6 separate regions of the Mus musculus genome follow, and regions 2, 3, 4, 5 and 6 are each linked to region 1. A link is a contact called in public Hi-C and promoter capture Hi-C data. All regions are on one chromosome and are shown on one strand. Each heading gives the region's core, a stretch centred on a gene start, on an enhancer-like site or on the middle of the called end of the contact. The rest is flanking DNA. Distances are from core to core; before and after follow the strand shown.

The links. Promoter capture Hi-C pulls out the DNA fragments that hold promoters and counts their contacts. A called contact is a pair of places that touch in the nucleus more often than the background predicts. Capture Hi-C pulls out chosen DNA fragments and counts their contacts.
Region 2: a promoter capture Hi-C map of liver shows a contact between it and region 1, with 2.5 times the contacts expected there. The contact joins the promoter of Glrx5 here to the promoter of Ddx24 in region 1. A contact is called at or near these places in 5 of 39 promoter capture datasets (the 3T3-L1 cell line, the C10 cell line, hippocampal neurons and 2 more), 5 of 484 Hi-C or Micro-C datasets (B cells, CD4 T cells, CD8 T cells and 2 more), 4 of 115 datasets of contacts at active chromatin or transcription factors (astrocytes, extraembryonic endoderm stem cells, stem cell-derived neural progenitor cells and 1 more) and 1 of 9 other capture datasets (liver).
Region 3: a contact with region 1 is called in a promoter capture Hi-C map of liver, with 3 times the contacts expected there. The contact joins the promoter of Trip11 here to the promoter of Ddx24 in region 1. A contact is called at or near these places in 3 of 39 promoter capture datasets (the C10 cell line, liver and pre-B cells), 2 of 115 datasets of contacts at active chromatin or transcription factors (astrocytes and thymic regulatory T cells) and 1 of 9 other capture datasets (liver).
Region 4: a promoter capture Hi-C map of adipose tissue shows a contact between it and region 1, with 2.1 times the contacts expected there. The contact joins the promoter of Cpsf2 here to the promoter of Ddx24 in region 1. A contact is called at or near these places in 4 of 39 promoter capture datasets (embryonic stem cells, hematopoietic stem and progenitor cells, liver and 1 more), 1 of 484 Hi-C or Micro-C datasets (CD8 T cells), 3 of 115 datasets of contacts at active chromatin or transcription factors (T-cell acute lymphoblastic leukemia, astrocytes and thymic regulatory T cells) and 1 of 9 other capture datasets (adipose tissue).
Region 5: a Hi-C map of B cells shows a contact between it and region 1, with 9 read pairs. The contact joins the promoter of Dicer1 here to the promoter of Ddx24 in region 1. A contact is called at or near these places in 6 of 39 promoter capture datasets (the 3T3-L1 cell line, the C10 cell line, cranial neural crest and 3 more), 4 of 484 Hi-C or Micro-C datasets (B cells, CD4 T cells and the G1E-ER4 cell line), 6 of 115 datasets of contacts at active chromatin or transcription factors (astrocytes, embryonic stem cells, large pre-B cells and 2 more) and 3 of 9 other capture datasets (adipose tissue, liver and macrophages).
Region 6: a contact with region 1 is called in a promoter capture Hi-C map of embryonic stem cells, with 2.6 times the contacts expected there. The contact joins the promoter of Gsc here to the promoter of Ddx24 in region 1. A contact is called at or near these places in 2 of 39 promoter capture datasets (embryonic stem cells and hippocampal neurons).

What each region holds. Positions count from the first base shown.
Region 1 is chr12:103,424,545-103,427,114 of GRCm38.p6, forward strand. Ddx24 (DEAD box helicase 24) reads right to left here and starts at 1,303. Exons shown (of 9, transcript NM_020494.4): 1 at 1,235-1,303; 2 at 1-53. The coding sequence starts at 48.
Region 2 is chr12:105,031,317-105,033,886 of GRCm38.p6, forward strand. Glrx5 (glutaredoxin 5) reads left to right here and starts at 1,302. Exons shown (of 2, transcript NM_028419.3): 1 at 1,302-1,666. The coding sequence starts at 1,384. It overlaps Snhg10 (small nucleolar RNA host gene 10), which reads right to left and starts at 963. Exons shown (of 2, transcript NR_003145.3): 1 at 644-963. It overlaps Gm46374 (a long non-coding RNA gene), which reads right to left. Exons shown (of 3, transcript XR_003950254.1): 2 at 2,543-2,570; 3 at 1,662-2,376. It also overlaps Scarna13.
Region 3 is chr12:101,911,883-101,914,452 of GRCm38.p6, forward strand. Trip11 (thyroid hormone receptor interactor 11) reads right to left here and starts at 1,289. Exons shown (of 21, transcript NM_028446.1): 1 at 808-1,289. The coding sequence starts at 946. Gm20036 (predicted gene, 20036) reads left to right here and starts at 785. Exons shown (of 2, transcript NR_152255.1): 1 at 785-2,095.
Region 4 is chr12:101,974,693-101,977,262 of GRCm38.p6, forward strand. It overlaps Cpsf2 (cleavage and polyadenylation specific factor 2), which reads left to right and starts at 1,282. Exons shown (of 15, transcript NM_016856.3): 1 at 1,282-1,442. Ndufb1 (NADH:ubiquinone oxidoreductase subunit B1) reads right to left here and starts at 1,046. Exons shown (of 3, transcript NM_001378525.1): 1 at 968-1,046.
Region 5 is chr12:104,750,680-104,753,249 of GRCm38.p6, forward strand. Dicer1 (dicer 1, ribonuclease type III) reads right to left here and starts at 1,273. Exons shown (of 27, transcript NM_148948.2): 1 at 1,069-1,273.
Region 6 is chr12:104,471,959-104,474,528 of GRCm38.p6, forward strand. Gsc (goosecoid homeobox) reads right to left here and starts at 1,278. Exons shown (of 3, transcript NM_010351.1): 1 at 803-1,278; 2 at 35-294. The coding sequence starts at 1,157. It overlaps Gm10000 (a long non-coding RNA gene), which reads left to right and starts at 1,572. Exons shown (of 6, transcript XR_381874.2): 1 at 1,572-2,570.

The DNA of each region.
Region 1 (2,570 bases), core at 53-2,552:
GCCACGGCTTGCCAACTTTGGCTTTGAGTTTGTCTCCTTCACCTTCATGGTTGCTGAAAAGAAATGTTCTTCTGGGTTAGTGACTGTGGGGTACAGGCTCTAGGGCAACACACGCTTTCCTAAAACGTACTAGACCCTGCAAACAGCCAAGGACACAGAGATGGCTTAACTTACATAGAGGAGATGCTCAAATCCAGAAAATGAAACACACCCACAGAATAGGTAGTTTGGCTTGGAGCAGAGGGGACACAGGCAGTAAAGGACACATGAGCTATCTCTGGTTAGGATCCTAGCTCCAACACTTACTTTGTATGCAACCCCCACCCACCCACCTCCTCTCAGAATTTAGTGTTACAATCTTTCTAAATGAGAAGGGTGTGATAATATCTAATAATAACTAATTTTACACTGTACACAAAATAAGTATCAAAAGAGGCTTGATAAGCCATTTTGAACACGGAGTAAGAATCTGAGATACGGCGTGCTTTTTTCCCTGGTAGAACAAGACAAGTGCCATTTCCATCATCTTGGCCTTGGCCAGATAGGTTGAAACACGTCAAGTCCTAGGTTCCACCCCCCCTAGCACTGCGTAAAACCGTACATAGCCGGTATCCTGCCCTCAGGAATGGAGATGGAAGATCAGGAGCTCAAAGCCAGCCTTGGCTACACAAGACCCTGTCTTTAAAGTCTGAGTATGCACGACTCATCTGTGTGGAAGTGGCGCTACATGGGTCCTCTCTAAATGAAAAGGGACATTGTGGAGAGAGTAAGGCAAAACTCGATTCAAATCTGGATCCTGCTCGGTGTTTGCTGCACATCTCTGTGCCTCAGTCTCCTTATCTACAAATTGAGGATAATGAGATATTTATCGCACTGGGTCCTCATCTGAATACGAAATAGTGACGCACGTCAAAAACCGCTTAACATGGCGTCTGTGAGGATGGCATGGGACGCACGGCGACCCCCCGACCCCCGCCGCACCTCGGCCCCACCTTGACAAGGTGAAGGGAACGTCACTAGAAATAGGGCGCGGGGGAGTGACCTGTGCCTTCTGCCAGAGTCCCACGAGGGCTTCAAGGGAGGTTGCCGGGCCTTGATGCCCACAGCAAAGCATGAGCCACCGGCAACCAAGGTTGTGGGGACACCGGTGAGCCACGATGCTTCGAAGACACCGGGGAGCCCCTCCGCAGCCGGCCAGGGCCTGCTCCGCTCCGAACCCACAAAGAGCACTCACCGCCGCAGTCACCTCACACGCCGGGCCGTTTGCGCCAACCCGACCCGGAACTGCAGCAGCTTCAGTACTGCAGTTCCGGGGCGGAGCTCCGGGCACGCGTGCGCGCTAAGGAAGGAAGTTCCGCCTCTGTGCGGAAGCGTCTATCTGATTGGCACTCTCTCAGGACTTTGGCTGGAACTCGGAGGACTGAGCTGGGGGGCGGGCCCTGTGTGGCCTAGGTTACGCTTCCTGTTTATGGTTTAGGCAATGTTTCGGAGCTCCTTCCTGGACGCTAGGGAGCGCAAGCGCCCGGGTAATCGCTGTCTGGTTTGTGTGCAGTAGCTGTCCCACATGCATGAGTAACTGACTACCTGGAGCCTTAAAACATTTCCTTACCTAATTTATAAACCACCTAACCCTGGGTTGAAAGAGCCATGTTCTCCAGTTCGTAGTGCCTTTCCTACTGCACAGAGCTGGTCACGATACATTTGCCTGTTTAGTTTGATTGTTTTTTGATGTTTGTGCTGGAGATTTAAACTAGTCTTAGAGGCTGTATAGATGGCTCAGAGGTTAAGAGCACTGACTGCTCTTCCAGAGGTCCTGAGTTCAATTCCCAGCAACCACATGGTGGCTCACAACCATCTATAATAGGATCCAATGTATTCTTCTAGTGTGTCTGAAGACAGCTGCAATGTACTCATATAAATTAAAAAAATAAATAAACTAGTCTTCCATGCATATGGAAGCACGCTTCCCACTGAGCCATCTCCGAAGACCTGAAAATGTATTCTTTTATATCTTAACTTAGATCAGTTTTTTTTTTTCCGTGTCAGCATTATGAGATACACACCTAACACTGAATTAGATAACAGAGTGTTGTCATTGGCAAGGGACTTTCACCAAGACGCCAAAAGGATAGACAAGAGCAAAAAGAGATGCATGAAATTTTTATGAAAACAAAAATGCTTCCGCACACCACCCTGAATAGAGAGGGGAAAAAAGGCGGGCTGGAGAGTTGGCTCAGTGGTTACAAGCACAGACTGCTCTTCCGAGGGATCTGTGTTCAGTTCCCAGCACCCATATAGCAACTCACAACCATCCATAATTCCTGACCAGAGGATCTGATGCCCCCTTCTGGCCTCAGTGGGTGCTGCAAACACGTGGTGCACAGACATACACCTAAAAACGTAAAAGAGATATCTTGTTAAAAAGAATAAAGGAGGGGCTGGTGAGATGGCTCAGCAGGTAGCGCACTGACTGCTCATCCTAAGGTCCTGAGTTCAAATTCAAGCAGCCACATGGTGGCCCACAAACACTGGTAATGAGATCTGACGCCTGCTTCTGGCATGTCTGAAGA
Region 2 (2,570 bases), core at 52-2,551, 1.6 Mb after region 1:
CGCTAACCCAGCGCAGGGCCAAGACTGCAGATTAGATAGTGGGCTGCGGAGGCCTGCTGGCCAGGATCTGGATCTGCGTACTACCGGCGGGAGAACTGACCACACCCGGGGCTCTGTTCTAGGGGGAAGTCCATGTAAAAAAACGACGCGCCTGCCCACTCTTCTGCACCATCCCCAGCAGATGTGCAAGCAAGCACTCTACCCTGGGGCCATCATCATCTACACCGGAATTCACTAAGAGAATACTCTCTTTTATTACTGTCTGTGTGCATGTGACGGGGTGGAACTCTGGACGTCGCTTACACTAGGAAAACGACTTCCTACTGAGCTACATCCTCACCCTCCGTTTTCCCTCTTAAAAAGGGTCCTGCTGTACGGCCCGGGCTGACTCGGGCTTATTTAGAACTCCTGAGTTCAACTGATCCTCCTGCCTCAGCCTCTTAAGAGGCAAGGCAACGTTGCAGACAATGGCCACAGGGCCCGGCAACCCACCAATTCCCTTGTTCTTTCAATCCTTCCCGACCCCAGTAGTCACCGAGACCCCAAAGCCAGCCGTCCCACGGCTAGAGCACTTTACACGTTTCTACGAGAAGAGCATCATTCTAGAGGCCAGGGAGAGGGCTCAGCGTGCCAAGGGACTTACCCTGCAAGCTAGAGTTCCATCCCCGGACCCTTTATAAAAGTCGTCTTCTGAAGATGCATGCACGCAGATCATACATACACAATACTTATAGTTTTATGCTAAAAAAAAAAAAAACCTCATTCTGGAGGAAGAATCCCACGGGAGGCCGCAGGACACGGCTTGGATGTCCATGTGCATGGCGGGTCGGAGGCTGGAGCCCCGGGCAGACCAGGACACGCCAGGTTCGCGGCTGGCCTCAGCCGGTGAGGCATGGAAGGCCACCTCCTCTCTGGTGCACGCCATCGCAGGACTACCGGCCGCGTTACCGTAGCAATCACCGCAAAAGGAACCGGAAGCTGCGTCTGGACGTGACTCCTTCCCGGCGTGCCGCGGGCGGCAGAAGCCCCGCCTCGCGCCTGCCCTATCATCTTGGCGTATCCGGCCAGGCCTCGAACGCCCGCACGAGGAAAGCCGGCTTCCTCTAGTCACGCCTCTTCATGCCCTTCACCGACGGACGTCCGATTTGTCCAATCAACACGCAAAGCGGTCGTCCTCGCTCACTAGCAAGCCTGTAGGACGCGGCTCCCAGGGAAGGCCCACCCTACGGTGTAAGCGATGTGATTGGTGGAATTGAGCCAGTATTGTCCAATCACGAGACTCATCCCAGAGCTTGTCCAATGAGAGCCTCTGGTGGGCCGGCCGGACACCACGGGCTCTGTAAGCCCTGGAGTGGCCGCAGAGGCGGTGGACAGCGAGCGGGCATGAGCGCGTCCCTGAGCCGGGCGGCGGCGGCTCTGCTGCGCTGGGGGCGAAGCGCTGGTGGCGGTGGCCTGCCCGGAGCCGGCGTGCGGGCGGCGAGCTCGGGCGGCCAGGCGGAGCAGCTGGACGCGCTGGTGAAGAAGGACAAGGTGGTGGTGTTCCTCAAGGGGACGCCCGAGCAGCCCCAGTGCGGCTTCAGCAACGCCGTGGTGCAGATTCTGCGGCTGCACGGTGTTCGCGACTATGCGGCCTACAACGTGCTGGACGACCCGGAGCTGAGGCAAGGTCAGGCCCGTGGGATCCGATTGCGAGGGCGCGGTGAACTTGAGCAGATCCCGAGGAGCAAGGGCCTTCCCTGGTTGTGTAGCCACATGGGCGGAGGGTTCGCCTCGGCCCACCTCGGGGCGAGATGTTTCTGACTGCATAGGAGAGGGGGTAGTCGGCATCATGATCCCCTCTGAGCAGGTCGACTGGGGAGTGGCTGGCTGAGAGGGGGACTCACTGCGAATACCCTTGGGGACAATTTGAGGGCTTGGAAGCCAGCAGCGTACTTGCTAGGTGAGGGACTGATGCTACTACGTATGTAGGGAAGAGGTTTCAGGCTTGCCTGTGTGTGCCTAACGAGGTCAGAGGCTGACTAATAATGTTTAAGGCCCCGAGGGTCAGGGACTGTCTTCTTGCTGGAGAGAAGGTTTCACCATAGTCTAGCCGGACTCACGTTGGGAAAGACACGAAGTTTGTTTTTTAGATACTGTAGCATCAAAGAACAGTGTGTGGAGACTAAGACATGGTAGAGGCTCAGCGGAAAGAGGAAGCCACTAAGAAAACTTCTGACCCCCGACCAGATTAGCAAACTGCGGCCAGGTTGGGCCCAAAGGGCAGAGAGCAGAACAGCTTTTTACTGGCCCCAAGGCAAAGCGACTGCGTCCTGACGTCTAGTTGGAATCCTTTATACACAGTACCAGGCAGGCGCCTTTCTCTCCGTCTTGTGCTTGCTGTGAGCGAGGAAGAGAAAGGCCAGGGATTTGGTTCTGATTCTTGGCAAGAATCGGTCAAGGTGGGCCGGGTAATGGGAAAGCTGCCCCCTCCCCGCACCCTGCTCCTCCTTCAGTGGAATCCGGGGAACCCTGTATTCAAGTAGCCCCCCCCCCCCCATCTTACTGATTTAGTGCTCTGGGTTGGTCACTGT
Region 3 (2,570 bases), core at 39-2,538, 1.5 Mb before region 1:
AATGGGTGAGTAAAGGTGTTTGTCGTTCAAGCAAAGTAAAAGGAATTCCATCCTCAAATTCCACCTAAAGGGGAAAAGAGAACTCCACAATGTTGTCTACTGGCCTCCACACACGGGCGATGAGGTAGACACTCATGCATATGTGCATCATTTACACACACACACACACACACAGAGAGACAGACAGACAGACAGACAGAGACACCACAATATTTTTCAAGTTTTAAAGTGAGTAAAGGTAGGTAAGATTCTCAAAAGATAAAGTTCTCCAAAAGTATGGGAGAATGTGCCATCCTACACAAAACTACGTTTTCAGCTGCAAAGTGTCTTCAAGATGAGCAAAATTAGAAAACAATTGAATAGAAAAACAGCCCTATTCCCCTAACAACGTGCTAAAGCCAGATCAAGTGTTTAATCTTGAGTAATTAATGTTACAAAGTATTTGGGGGGAAGGAGGGCAATTGCCATACTTTAGTTGTCATACTAAAGGAATAGGATCAAAGTGAGATCAGCCCCCAAACTATGGGCGAAGTAAGTAATAGGCATGGGCCACCCAAATAACCCTATTCGGCATAGAAACAGCAGGTCCACTTCGCTGAGCTATCCAGCGTATTCAATGAGGGGAGAGGTCCAGAATTCTCCACCGTGGTCCTGAAGGCTGGAAAAGCGGCTACGGAGGTAAAGGGAGGAGAGCAGAGAAAAAAGCGTGGAGTGACTCCTTCGGGACCCGTCCGCGTCTGCCGACCGACCGGACCCGGAACCAAGTGGATCCCAACCGAGCCCCACCGCCCTCGCTCCAGCTGTTACCTGGCACATCCTCCGTGCCCTCCAACAGCATATCCTTCGTGAAGTTCGAAATCTGGCCAGTGAGGGAAGCCAGGCTGCCCCCTACTTGACCGAGAGACTGGCCCAAGCCGGAGCCGAGGCCCCCGAGCCAGGACGACATCGCTGCGGGTGGACACGTCCTCTCCAAATGTCCCTGGACGCCGAAGCTGGTGCGGATCCAGACGCTGAGGACTCGCAGGACACGGCACTCCCACCAACGGCCGCGTCAGAAAGCCGAGGCCCGGCCTGACGCTTCACCAAGGGTTCGCCGTTGTGGACACCGTGGGCCCCGCGAGGCCTCTGCTCATTCCCACGGCTTCCCGCCGTGCGGCTGCACTACTTCTTTCTCAGCTTTACTGACTTTCCTCAGTTTCGTGGGCCAGTCCTGCCAACTCAACGCCGGCCGCCATGACACTGCCGGGAAAGCGGCAGTGACCATAGAGAAGCTTCGCGATAGCGTAGAAGGGCCGCTGCCAGAGGCGTCCCGGGCGCGAAGGACCGTGGGATCGCGGAGGACCAAGTAAATGGGCCAGCCAGATCCGTGACTTCCGCGTAACCTGCGGAACTTTAGGTGGAGACCGAAAAGGCAGTGGCGGCGGCGGTGGCTCTTCCCACCTGCGCAGCTGCTTTTGTTTGTAAGAGGAAGTAACCCTTGACAGTGCCTTCTGATCCTGTCTACAAGAGCTATTGCATCGCTAGGATTCGATAGGGTCGTCCCACCCCACAGGGAAGCAACCTCAATCCATCTGCATTACTCTATTATCCAGCGTCTGCGGATATAAGAGCATCCGTGCCAGAGGGTTGGAAACGAGGCTACAAAGCTGAAAAAGCGGGTTGCAATTCAAATGTCCAGGCAGAAAACCCTTGTTTTGGTGTTTGTTTTCAGTTACCATGCACTTAAAGGATTGTGGGATCCCATGACCGCCTCTCAAATGATCCCTCTCTGAATAATTTTCACCAGATATCTATTTGAATTTAGGGGTTGCCTCCGAGGGTTTTTCAGCTTCCGTGTCCCAGAACAAGGAATTGGACAGAGACACGTGGCTAGTAGTAAGGAAGACAAGAAAATGAAGAAAAGACACACACCCAAGAGAAGCAGCAGGCCAGAACACTGTCATTGGGGGTGGGGTTGACGAGCTACACTTTCAGCTTGAATGATGGAGAATTTTTGGTGCTGAAGATCAAATCCAGAGACTTGTACAGGCATTGAGGCTTTTCGGCTTAGCCACATCCTCAGCCCTTGTTTGAGATAGGCTCTCCTATAATCCAGGTTGGTTTTGAACTGATGACCCTTCTGCTTCTACCTCATGAGTACTGGATTACAAGAATGTACCATCATGCCCAATACAGTGTTTTTAAGTGTAGTATATATAGTCGTCAAATGATTTAACATGTCTACTGTTAATTCTGGGCACTAGGGAATGTTAGGGAGAAAGTAAAACAGGGTAAGGTAAGGAGAGTATGGGCATGCCACAGTAGGTTGAGCCCTGGGGATGTAGAAAATGGCTGAGGACTCCACAATAAGATAATCTTGCATAGAGACTTGAAATGAGCAAGTGAGAGATACAGCTATGGGGGGGGGGCGCTCCCATATAGCTTATCTAGACAATAAGACATAACTGAGTATAATAAAGTCCCTTTGGCTGGAGGCCCCTGGCAATTTTGAGAATTTATAAGAAGGCAAGGATGGCTTAAGAATGAATTGGGGAATATTTGTAAGTATGGACCCAGAAGGCATGAAGAAG
Region 4 (2,570 bases), core at 32-2,531, 1.4 Mb before region 1:
ACGGAGGTAAACAGTTAAATAACTCCTCCTCTCTTTTCTTCTTTGCAGAGCCTCTCTCTCTCTCTCTCTCTCTCTCTCTCTCTCTCTCTCTCTCTCTCTCCATGTGTGTGTGTGTGAGACTTTTTAAAAACAAAAAACAACTAACCCCACATCCCACATATTTCTTAATATTTTTCTCTAACACAAGGTATTTCCCTTAAATACCACCTGCCTCTGCTTTCCAAGTGCTGGGATTAAAGTTTCTTTCCCTTTTCAAGAATAACAGACACTGCTGTGAGTCTTATTTTGCTGAGTCTTCTATCTGGATTCATGCTGGAAACATGTAGACTTTTTTTGTTGTTTTGTTTTTCAAGACAGGGGTTCTCTTTAAAGCCCTGGCTGCCCTGGAACTCACTCTGTAGACCAGCCTGGCCTTGAACTCAGAAATCCACCTGCCTCTGCTTTCCAAGTGCTGGGATTAAAGGCATGCGCCACCACCACTGCAGGCACATGTAGACTTTTTAAGAGATAATACCTTGTGTTGGACTGGACCCCACAGTTCTTTATAATTATTACAAAGTGTCACCTAAGATATGGAATGGATGGAGCAAAACCGAAACCGTTGAGATCATAACACGGACTGGAAACCAAGCAGAAAGCCTTGTTTTTAAAAGGCAAATGGCTACGTGCGGGTTTCACAATCAGGAGAGTTGGACGAGGAGACAGACGCCTGGGCGACCGCGCCCCGCTTCTGGATAGGAGCTGCATTCCCTATTGTGGGCTCAAGAGTCGGATCCTTGAGAACCCTTCCGAGTCCCCCGAGAGCCAGGCCATCAGATCGTCCCCAGAGCAGTCTTTGTAAAAGGCGTGGGGCGGGCAGCGCGCAGGGGTCACCGAAGGCGACCCTGTTTCCCCTCCATGCGAGCGTTCCCCAGAACCCTCCCGCCCGCATCACCACCACGGGTGGCGCCGGGGTCCCCAGACCCACCTTCAGCCTGGTGACAAGGCGACCAAGGACAGCCGCAGGGAGCTAGGCCACTGGCGCCGGCGGAAGCCGTGACCTAAGGAGCTGCCACTCGCCGCGCCAGCCCTGATGAGAGGGGGTGGCGTCGGCAAACCGGCGCTTCTCTCTCCCTTCTCACGCGCGAATCCCGTACATCTTAAGCTGTGAATGATCGCGACACGTTTTGAATAAGACGTGGATCCAGGCTGACAAGGTTTGCGAGCTTTTGCGCTGTCCTCTTCCCTGACCCGGTTCGTCACCACCCCTACAGATGGTGTCGCCCGGGTCGTCCCCGCCTCAGCCGCTCTGCTCAGGCCCAAGATGGCGGCCACCACACAGGGGCTCCTGCCGGCTGCTCTCCGCCGCTGAGCGCGCGCTAGCTCTGCTCGCTCTCCGACCTGCGTTCCACTAGGGGTTGGGAAGGGCGGCGGACGGTGCCGGGGGGAGATTGGCCTGGCAGGTGAGGACGGGAGACGGAAAGGAGCCTTCGGGTTGGGAGGAGGCCCTCAAGGGGATGGGTTCCCGCGTCGGCCCGGTGTCGCCCGGACGCGCTCCCGCGGTTTCGGTTGTGACAGTCTCCGTGGTTCCTGGAACAAGCGTTCCGCAAGGGGGAAGAGAAGTGACTTTTCCCCGGGCTGAAACCTCGGGGTGTTGGGGCGCGCCTATGCTTCCTCCTTGCCCTCCCTCCTGTCTAGTTCCTCTGAGCTTTCATCAGCTGGAGCTAAAAGTTAATCCGCGTCCAGCCTGGGCTCTTTCCCCTTGTACCGCCGTACTCCCCAAGCCTCCCCATCTCTGCCTTTCCCATCTTGGGCTCAGAGAACACGAGGCCAGCAGGTGCCTTCGTAGCTCCTTAATTCCAAAGACCCTTGAGAGGCTCATGCCACGCCTTGATAGAATTAACTTCTCTCGGCGCTACCACAATCACCACGTTTCCCAAGATCCCATTCCTAGTTTCCTTGCTTACGTACTTTTCAGGAAACCAGAAGTCAGGCCATATCCAGCCCCAGTACTCTGGCCCCTGTGACAAGGAGAACTTAAGCATCATCTATGCCTACTTTTCTACCCTTTAATTTTACGATTCCTTTGCCCCTTTCAAAGCCTTTCTTTACCTGAACGATTAAAGAGAGACTTCTCCCACTGTGAGCCCCAGGACTAGTCCAGATCCGTCTTTGCGTATTTCTCATTAGTTGACCTCAGCGTGAACGATCATTCTTGAGAAAGCAAGTATCTGGTATATATTCGAGATGAAGCAGAGGTAGTCGAAGTCACTGCCCTGGGGGAATTCCCGATATGGTGGGTTCAGTGCGTTCAGCACATTTATTTCTATTGCTTCGAGCACTGTGCTTGGTTTGGGAGATGCAAAGATGATCGCTTTTGGACACAATCATCATCCCTTGGCAAACACTCCTCCTGCCTCCTTTGTGCTAAGTAATGAAGCTTTACCTGGGGACAATGAAAAGCTTGCACCTGAGCCAGATCAAGAGGAATTTGCTAAGCCTGGGAGAACAAAGTTATTCCTGGGTGCAGAAGAGGGATTAAAAACTTGAGAAGGCTGAGCACTGTTGGGGAGATTTTTAACAAATCAAAA
Region 5 (2,570 bases), core at 23-2,522, 1.3 Mb after region 1:
CAGATTATTCCAGAACTCAGTCCCCAAAGATATCAAAAAGATATTTCCAAAAACACCCAAACTACTGCTTGCTACAAGCCTCACCCAGTATTCACCTTTCGGTTACATTTCAGGTCCTTGGTTACCATGAAAATTTTTGCCTAGAAAACTTAAAATGTTTATACCAATGAATTTCCAACTCAGCGATCCTACTTTACAACAGGTTTGAAAAACATATCTCAAGTTGCTTAACTCTTGAACTGCATCCTTTCCTACTGACTTACAGTGAGGTTCCTCAGAAAACTAACAATCAAAGATTCAGAAACTCAGGAGCGAACTCCCAAGTAAGTCTCTTTCACCCGATGACGTCTTTCAACACTTGATCACCATAATACTTAGGGCATCATATATCGGTAACTAACCCTTTAATCACAAGTCTACTCATAAAAGCAAGGACTATTACAGATCATAGACTCCCAGTCATCCATTTGGGCAAGTCTTCAGGACACTGGCTCTGTCCTGAAGGCAAAGTCACAAGGGCAGCTCATCTCTGCTAGGCAATCCACACCAATTTGGTGTGCTGGCTGGAGATGCACACAGATTTGGCTGAACGAAAGCCCCTTAAGCAAAGACCCTTCTTCGCAAGGTCCAGACGACCTAAAAGGGGAGGGGCACAAAACATGGCCTGGGCCACCCACCCCCTAGGGCCAGCCTTGGTCACCTGCCAATAAACACACAACAGTCCTTCCCAGGGCTCCAGCCCGCACCTCGCTGAGGCCTTGTCCCCCTCCAGATCCTCGGAGGCATCCAGGGGTCCCGCGCCATTTGGCAGGCCCGGGTCGCTCCCGAGACGCCGGCCCGCGTGGATACCTCCTGTCTTCTCCCGGGCTTCGAACGCGGAACGGGACCTGTCAAAGGCCGCTCCTCCTAAGGCGGGGGTGCGGAGAGGCCCGCGTGGACAGTTCTCTGCCCGGGCTCGGCGTCGCGGCCTGCTCCCGGCGCCCGCGCGGGCCTCGCGCAAGAGGCGGGCCGGGCATCGCCGTCCCCCGGGCCCGGACACAAAGCGGCCCAGCAGGGAGCCCGCCTCACCTGCAGCACTGGGCGCCGCGGGCCTTCCAGAACCATCGGACCCCGCTCCGGCGCGCGCGTCACAGCCCAGGCCTCCCGGTGCCGCCCGGCGCCGCCGCCGCCGCCGCCATTTCCTGCCGCTCGCCGTCGTCTCGTTCCCGCTGTCAGGTTACTCCATTCACCTGGGCCCGGAGCCGCCCGCGCCGCACCGCGCCGCGCCCCGACCCCTCCCGCCCGCGCCTGCGGAGACTGCGCAGCGCCCTGCTCGCCCGCAGCCCGCGCTCGGCCCGCGGCGACGGCGCACAGCGGCTTGGAGAATCCCACCGGCGTCGCGCCGCCGCTCCGCGCCCCCTCGCTCGCTCGCCCCGCGGCCGCATGAAAGCCGTCCTGTGATTGGACGGAGCGCGGAGGTGAAAGGTTAACCCCGGCCCCCCAGCCACTCAGAAGCCGGGAGACAGCAGACTCGGGCCGAGGCCGCGTCGGAGGCCCAATGCGAAGACCGAGCTCTGCAACGCAGTCAGCCAGCCTGCCGGCCGGCCGGAATCCTGAACGCGCCGCTGGGGCTACGCAGTCCCAGCTCCCGGCTCCTTTCCCTTCCTGATGATGGCACACATCGCCCCCATCCGCAAGCCCCGCTGCACCGCTCTTTTGGTCCAAAGAACTGATCTCTTTGGGCAGCCCTCAAAACCAACTTGAATAACCAGAAAATGCCCGCGGCGTGCAAACTTGGTTTTATAAGGCTGAGCTTTCTGCTGCGTCTTCTTGCTGAGATCAGAGGAGTAAAGAGACCGACTTAAAGAAAACCATCTTAGTGTAGGACCCTCCCCCACCTCCGTGTAGGCATCTTGGAAAAAGACTCCGGAATAGACTGGTACTCCAGGTGAGGGATGGACGCTTCTAGCCCCGGGCTTCTCTCAGCCACTGGAAGCGCTTACCTGTCCGTCTGAACTATGTCCAACAGTCCCACGTAGTGGTTGTTACCTCTCCAAATTAAGGCTAATCTTTAATAAGTGCAAGTGATTTGTTTATTTGAATAAATACTAGTGTCATTTGTTTCAATTTTTTTATTACTGTTATTTCGAAAGTAGGTCTCACTATGTAGACCAGGCTGTCCTCAAACTCCGCCTGCCTCTGCCTCTCAATTTTTGGGTTTAAACGTGTGTGCCACGCCGGGCGTGGTGGGGCACGCCTTTAATCCCAACACTTGGGAGGTAGAGGCAGGCGGATTTCTGGGTCCGAGACCAGCTTGGTCTACAGAGTGAATTCCAGGACAGCCAGGGCTATTACACAGAGAAACCCTGTCTCGGGAAAAAAAAAAGATATTTTTTTAAAGACTAACTCCTTGTCCATTAGCAGATGTTTCTGATTTCTTTACCTTTAACTTGGAGGCAATATGGTCCATTTGTTTTGTTTTGTTTTGTTTTGTTTTGTTTTTCGACACAATGTTTCTCTGTATAGCTCTGGCTGTCCTGGAACTTGCTCTGTACACCAAATTGGCCTTGAACTCATAAAGATCCAACTGC
Region 6 (2,570 bases), core at 28-2,527, 1.0 Mb after region 1:
ACCCCAGCCCACCCCCGCTGGGGCTCTTGCCTACCTCCACCTTCTCCTCCCGAAGGTGCACCTTCCTGGCCAGCTGCTCCCGAGTGCCCACGTCTGGGTACTTCGTCTCCTGGAAGAGGTTCTCCAGGGCTTCGAGCTGCTCATCGGTGAAGATGGTGCGGTGCCGCCGCTTCCGCCGACAGTGCAGCTGGTTGAGCAGCTGCAGCTCAGTGCGCGACAGCGTGCCCACGTTCATGTAGGGCAGCATCTGGTGCGGCACCGGAGACACCAGTACAGAACCGGGGCCCTCGTAGCCTGCGACAGAGAGAGGGACGGGAGTCAGTCATCCTCCCTCGGCACCGTAAGCCAACCCGCTCGCTGCCCTCGCTCACTTAAAAATAAAAAAAGTCTGCAAGGGGCGCTATGTCTTTGGGGGGCACCGAGACCAGGGATGCCCAGACGTGGAAGGAGCGTCTGCCTGCACACATCCAAAAGCCAGTTCAGGCACTTTAGAATCTCCCCGCGTCCTCACTTCATTCCCGCGCGCGCGTGGAGTCGCCCCGAGACTCCCGGTGACTCGGCTTTTTAAACTCTAACCTAAAGTTTACAGTAGACGTATGCAAAGTCCCCGTACCCGGTGACCCAAAAATATATTAATTAATTAAAAGTAAAAGATAAATAAATAAATGGGAGAACGGGGAAGGCTTGCAAAGGGAGAAAGTTGGTGCCAGGTGAGTAAAGCAAGCAAACCGCGCGTCCATGCCCCGGCAGCCACCGACTGCCGCAGTGGCGAAGGCCGGCTCGCGAGCGATCGCGACCCTACCTGGGGGCGTCGGGACGCAGGAGCACTGCTGGGCGCCCAGCGGCGGCACAGCCCCGCAGCAAGCCGGGCCCACGGGCGCCGCCTGCACGTGCAGCTGCCCGTAGAAGTAGCTGTTGTAGCCCAGGCGGGAGCTGCCGACCGCGGCCGGGAGGCCCGCGCCTCCGGGGGCCACAGGGCGCGGGTAGAAGGCGCCGTAGTCCGAGGAGGTGCCGCCGCCGGCGCCGTAGAGCGAGTCCCCGTGTAGAGCCGGGAAGACCACCGGAGCCGCGGCGCTGGGCGCCACCGGGAGCACCGCGTCTTTGCAGCGCGGCCGGGCGGCCAGGATGTTGTCGATGCTGAACATGCTGGCGGGCATCCCCGAGCCCCGCGTCGGGACCGGGGGGCGGCGGGGACGCGCCGAAGAAGAAGAAGTCTCCAAGTGGTGTTGTTTGGGGTGGGGGTTGGGAATTGTCCCACTCTCTGCTCCCGCGGGCGAGCAAACCGAAAGAGAGCGCGGGCGAGCGCGCAACTCGCGCCCCTCCCCGCCCCCTGCGTCCGAACTCCCTCCTCCCGCCCTCTCCTCCCCTCGCCGCCGCCTAGCTGAACTCAACCCGCGGGTAGGACGCAGCTCCGACCGGCTCAACCTCTTGTTGGTTTTATACTGAGTCGACGTCATCCTGGATTTAGTTCCTGGTAATATGCAGATGACAAACAGAACCAGATTTGGTCCTTTTCTTTTCCTTTGGGTGGTGTGGAATGGGGAGGTGGGGGTGGGCGGGGGGCGCTTGCAGGGGAGGGGGAGAGATGCCAAGAGGAGGGGGGCCACAGGGCCTGAAAAAGATTGTGGATTGAGAATTAATGAAATTAACCTAATCTTTTCCATTCGGCAGCCCCGGCGCGGCCCCGGCCTTGCTGGGCGGGCGGCCTAATTGCCCAGGTTAATCTTATTAATACTATTGTCCTGCCGCCGTTAACAACTCCGCCGCCGACCTCTCCGCCCCGACCCTTTTCTCTCTATTATGGGGTGCGATTTCCTATGGTTGTAGCTCAAATTCATTGTGGCTAATTTTACTTTAGGACTACTTTTTACTCTCTTTCGGAATCTGTTTGCTTTTAAGAAATGAGGGTGGCTGTGTCCTCCCTCAACTAAGACTGAAAGTGCCCCCCCCCCGCAGCCAACCCCCTACCCCGTGAACTCACTGCCTAATTTCACTTCTCCACCCCCCCCTCCGTCTCTTTCCCAAAATCTTTTGTTTTTGCGAAAGCCAAATTTTCTCAGAGCAAAAACCATGAAAGTAGAAACGCGTCCGCCTTCGTACAAGTTGTCTTTTTTCTTCTTCTTCTTCTTAAAGCGGTCACTCTGGGTCTGAAAACTACCCTGACTCTCCCTAGCTCCTAACACACCAGTGAAGAGCAAATTCAGCCAGTCTTTAAAATTCACCACCCAGAGGAGCGCTCTGAAGCGATGCTTCCAGAGGCTTCCCGCGTGGGTGCCGATAGGTTCTGTGTATTTTTGATTATTAGTCTGGGAGAAGGGGTGCCTTCCCCCCCCCCAAAAAAAATTTTTTTGGCTTTAATTCTCGTGGGATCTACCGGGACTGCCTGTCTCCTTTCTCAACATATTGAGTGGCGTCCCTCTCTCAATCAGCGAGCTCTCCGAAAGGCCTCTAGCTGTCCTTCCAGGCCCGCGCTGGCCTCCGGGGGACCCCAGCGGCCTGGACAAAAGTCGGGCCACTGCGGGCGGCCGTGATGATTTGCGGGATTCTCCGTGAGGCACGGCCGAACCGCG